Regions from separate parts of the Xenopus laevis genome. Here region 1 is linked to region 2. A link is a contact called in public Hi-C data. All regions are on one chromosome and are shown on one strand. The core of a region is the stretch at or near the end of the contact, and the rest is flanking DNA. Distances in the headings are between cores, read along the strand shown. Region 1 has its middle 29 kb from the start of rbpms2.L. Region 2 has its middle 32 kb from the start of rbpms2.L.

What was found. Hi-C and Micro-C count contacts between places; a contact is called where the count stands out from the background.
Region 1: a Hi-C map of the XTC cell line shows a contact between it and region 2, with 3 times the contacts expected there. The contact joins two enhancer-like sites. A contact is called at or near these places in 2 of 4 Hi-C or Micro-C datasets (the XL177 cell line and the XTC cell line).

Annotation. Positions count from the first base shown.
Region 1 is chr3L:100,312,517-100,315,216 of Xenopus_laevis_v10.1, forward strand. No RefSeq gene overlaps it. Among protein-coding and RNA genes, the nearest start is that of rbpms2.L, 29 kb to the left of the region's middle. Within about 2 kb of position 1,430, at least 1 of the 7 cell types and tissues checked has an H3K27ac peak or open chromatin away from gene starts, as enhancers often do.
Region 2 is chr3L:100,251,930-100,254,629 of Xenopus_laevis_v10.1, forward strand. No RefSeq gene overlaps it. Among protein-coding and RNA genes, the nearest start is that of rbpms2.L, 32 kb to the right of the region's middle. Within about 2 kb of position 1,337, at least 1 of the 7 cell types and tissues checked has an H3K27ac peak or open chromatin away from gene starts, as enhancers often do.

The sequences.
Region 1 (2,700 bases), core at 180-2,679, 61 kb after region 2:
ATGTATCCCTTACTTTGTAAAAAGCTGTGGGAGATTATGGTAAAATATAAACAATTACAATAATGTAATAAATGTAAAAAAATGTAACAAATCAGAGGTGGCCTAAAATTTTTGTTTAGTAGTAAAGGTACTTTCTTTATAATAATGCTTATTCCTTTGTATCCTGATGCACAGTTATGCATGTAATCTTATTTATAACATTCTCCCTCTTCCCTACCAGAGGCATGTGTATTTGTACAGTATATACATTGGCACAACATATGTACTTGATGATGTGTAGACATAATTGGGGGAGTGAGCACCTTCAGAGCGTGGTGTACCAGGAAGGGAGAGGATAACTAAAAGCTCATGATTAAGACAGATAAAGGTCAGAGGTAGCTCAACTGCTGAGTCTTAAAGGGATATTCCTTTTGTACAGCTCCTGCTTGATTCCCTTTTAACACTAAAGTTTCTAAAGCAGCATGAAAGATCTGAAATTTATATTTATTAACATTGTAGACAAACATTGATGGTGAGCATCACTGACTGTTTTGCTGAGGTCCTGACCTCAGTAATATTCTTTGTTCAAGGCTTGATACACTTCTACAATCCTGTGTATCAAGCTTTTTGTTCAGCACCTCTCCAGTTTGGAATTTCAGCAGCTATCTGGTTGCTAGGGTCCAATATACCCTTGCAACCAGCTATTGGTTTACATTTGAGAAGGGATGATGAGGGCCTTAATAGAAAAATAAGTAGTAAAACGTAACAAAAACATTAAACTTGTAACCCCATTATAGCTGGTTTTTCCAAATAAGGAAATTCGGACAGGACATTGAAGTTAATGGCGTGACGATCAGCCAATTGATGATCGCCATGTCATTAGTACTGTCCCCAAAGCCATCAGCCCCCCTGAAATCTCCTTCCCCACCCCCAATGTCACCTGCCTTGCACCCTGACTGGAGTTGGAAACAAAAAGATGGCAACCTTATCTGGATGCCCCACCCCCATTGTGAAATTTCCTGCTGCCCCACCAGGTACCACTAGCGGATGTCACAAACCTATCCTCCTGCACCCAGGCCCAAGCAGTAGTCATTTGCCGACTTCCACACAATTTTTGTGTGTCACAGGTGGTTCAGGCTGAACTTTACCATGCACCCACTCCGCCTGCGACCTTTCAATACCCCACTTCCTTCTGCCACTAGTCACCACTTTTTATAGACTAGCACCCAGAGCTGGGCCAAGCCAGCCAGGTGCCCTAGGCAACGCCAGACGCCCTACACAATGCCGACTGTGCGCACGCATGCGCGTTAGCGTCTATTGGATGTTCAGCGACTGCACGAAAAGGCACTCACGCGCAAGTAGACATCGCGTGCATGCGAGGATTGACGCGCTTTGGCAAAACAATGCCAAAGTGGCCGGTCGGTCACAGAGCAGAGAGGGGTAGTCAGAGAAGTACGTGCATGGCGCCCCCCCCCAGCTTTGAGCCTTAGGCATGTGCCTACTCTACCTACCCCTAGTTCAGACCCTGCTCGCACCTGTGTGCCTTGTCCCTTCTGTGATGTCAGTGCTGGACGGGGTGTGTGCTGGTCTATAAATATGGAGGTGTGCCGGGTTAGGGTCAGGTGCAGGTAGTAAAGGGGCAAGTTAGGGTTGGTTGCACATCGACTTTTAACCCAGGGAGGCAGGACCCAAGGGGGGTGAGTGTGGGCCCCGATGCTGCAGGTCCAGTGGGCCGAGAACCCCCAATCCAACGCTGTTAGTGCCCAACCTCACAATGCCATAGTATCGAGTAGAAAGCGTTCCCAGAAGAGTAGTGCCTGTTAAAGGAAGGATAGACTGTGAACTACTGGTTTTTGATTAAGGTGTTGCGCAGGCAGGTGTCCAGACTTTAGGGTGATATCTTAACTGTTGACTACCATAGTGTAAATAAAAGGATAATAACATATTTAGGTAGATAAACCTATAGAACGTTTTTCTTAAAAAGGACGGGGGTTAGAGATGCATCATGTCATGATGCATTTATTCATCACAGTGAACTTTAGATGTGGTTGTTCTAATAATGACTATTGTCTCCACCTAGTGGCAATAAAGTGCCACTAAATACCGACTGTTTAAAAAAAAAAAAATGTTAGCAGAGGTTATTGCTTTTGTGAATTTACTCGAGAGCATGAGCAAGAAATGGTTTGGGGGAAATGGATAACATTGATGTCAGAGAGCTCCAATATCACTAGTGTATATGTAAAGTCTTTCAAAAGGCATTACCAAACATTTTAGGGTAATCATTTGGCTGGGTGGTGAATACAAATACTATTGTTATGAATTAAGACATTGAAAATAAAAGGTCATGGTTTACCTATAGATATAAGATCTTCCCAAGTGTGATATAAATGTATATAGTCTACAGGTGCACAATAATGCAATGCATATAAACAAACTGCCAGGTTACATCTACATTAGCCATCAACCTATTGATTCAGGAAGAAATGGTTGCAACAAAATGCAGTGTTTTAACCAGGTGTGATTTTAAGATACAGAAATATACAGCCGAATACAGAAACTTGTGAAGGTGATATTTAAACAGATTATTCTCACAGCTTTCATGTGACAGAAGAATGGCCTAGAAAAGCAAATTGTATTTGTACAACATTTAATGAAAATAACAAAAGAACAGAAAGGAGATGACCAGGGTCGGACTGGGGGGCTTGGGGCCCACCGGGGTTA
Region 2 (2,700 bases), core at 87-2,586:
TAACAGATAAGCTCTCTAGTATAGAATGGGATTCTTCAGAACCTATATGTTACAGCAGTCAGCTATCTGTTACAACAGCCACACAGAACCCAACTCTGCTCTGATGCTGCCAGCAATTCCTATCCCCACCATCATCAAGTATGCTTTCCTTTCTCGTTTATTGAATGCATTTCCACAACTACCTCGCCATGCAACAGAATGTCTATATAAGATTGGTTTAACAAGGGATTTTAATCATTCCTGGGACAACTAGACTAGAAGTTGGGTAGTAGGTCACCCCCATACATACTTCTATTTTATAAGTATGCCATATACACCTCAGCATGAATGATTTATTGTTATAGACAACAACATTAGGGATGCTTTAAACCCAGAATGAATCCAAGTGCCTGGCCAAACTAAGTTTTAAAATAACTTGACTTTTCTTAACACAAACAAGGAAGTGCACGGATGTGGGCCCAATCTTTCCTGAAGGATTCAGAATCCAGCCAAATCCCAAAATAGTGGATTCAGCGCATCCCTATTATTTATGCATAGTGTTATTTTGCACCTGGATAATGAAATCACCAGTTAGTGGAAAAGTTAAGCTGGTTTCTATGAAAAGTCTTTGACTATATATATTTAATAGTGCTTAAGTGTAGCATTATATGGTGACTGTGCTATTAAAGGGGTTGTTCACCTTCAAACACATTTTTCCAGTTCAGTTGGTTTCAGATTGTTCACCAGAAATAATTACTTTCTATTTTCTATTTGTGACCCGTTTTCTAATACTGAAGTTTCATTTTTCACCTTCTAAAGCAGCTCGGAGAGGGGAGGTGGGTCACCGACCCTTTAACTGTTCTAAACTGATACATTTAGTTGATACATTTCTTTTCTTTGTCCCTGCTGAACACAATTCATAAAAAGACAGCTGTTGATTGATACAATAGATGCGAATATTCCACAGATACTGCTGAAAAATGTATCAACTAAATGTATCAACTAAATGTATCAACTAAACATAGCAAATTGTAATAGCTCAGAATGTTCCTGGATCACAGCTACCAGACTGAGACAGGAACATTAAACTTTAAACTTAAATTTGGAGAACATTTTAAGAATTAAAAGATGGAAATCAATTGAAAAAAGTCTTTGTTTATGGTGAACAATCTGAAAACAAGGAACTGAAAAAGTATTTGGAAAGTGAACAACCCCTTTAATAGGTGTGGATTACTTGAACTGTTAAAAACAAATGTCGAAGGTCTACATTAAAACAATTAGAACTAAGTACAGAATGGAATCAGATCGTGGGAACATGTTTTGTATGGGAGGCTCAAATACAACAGTCTCCTCCTGCCTTCACCCCCCTCCAGGCTCCGGCTGTTGCTGAGAGAGGAAAAAGGAAACCCGTTTCGGAAATGCTGTTCAAAGACTTAGCTGTTGGAAATATACTGTAGTACAAAAAATAAGAATTAGTATAAACTTCCCAAATGACATGTTGTTATATCACTGAGATATATCATTATATATATATATATATATATATATATATATATATATATATATATATATATATATATATATTATATATATATATATATATATATATATAGTGCAGATTCACTGGAGCACAGAGGAGCATGGAGGGTCCAATACTTTTTTCTATAACTCTTTTTAAAGGAGAACTAAACCCTAAAAATGAATATGGCTAAAATGTCAAAATATTCTGAATTTACTGCACCAGCCAAAGTTTCAGCATCTCTATAGTAGTAATCTAGGCCTTTACAGTTATCACAGGAGGTCCCCATCTTGGGAGAAGTGTCTGCGACATGCACATGCTCAGTGTGCTTTGAGTGAAGCTAAGCTTAGGGGTCATCACAAATTATCAAACAGAAAATTATGCTGACCTGTCATGTAAGCTGATGATACATGGCTGATTATTAAATTCACAAGCTTATTGCACTGGTTTCAGAGCTGCCATGTTATGTGAACTAATAACTAATTAACCTTATATTGTGACATTTATATTATATTTGAACATGTGCAGTGAATCAGCAGAAAAGAAGATGGGGAGCTACAGGGGCATCTTTGGAGACACAGATATTTACTGCCAAAGAACCGTGGTTGCCTTGGGCTGGGATAGAAACCCAATACATAATATACAACATTTCTAGCCTACTTCTTTAGATAAGCTTTGGTTAAGCATTTAGGAGGATAGGTTAGAGGGGAAGAGGAAAGGTGTTTTTTTTGGGAGGGAGGAGAGGTTAGAGGGGGAGAAGAAAGGTGTTTGGGAGGGATTAAAAATGGTTAGGAAAGAAATAAAGGATGTAATGAAGGGAATAAAGAGTGGATTCTCTTTTCTTTCCAGTATAGATATGTCATTTACTTAACACATGGGAAGCTAGCCATTGATGTAAAGATTTTTAAAAGATTTTTTCGTTATCGTTCGACCAAGCTTATCTTGAAACGATCGTTTTTATGTACAATTTGTCCATCAATTAAAAAGACCATTTCAAGCGATGCTGTCGAGTTGAAGCCAGGAAAACTGAGGGTATCTGCCTGCTTGGCCATGCAAACAAAGATAGATTTCACTGTGAAAATGTTTTAACCTGGCCGATCAATTAGATGCACAATCGTTTGATTCCCACTAACATCACGATAATTTGACGAATTTGTTGGATTGCACTAAAATTGGTCGTTCACCAAAGAAAAATCTTTTAG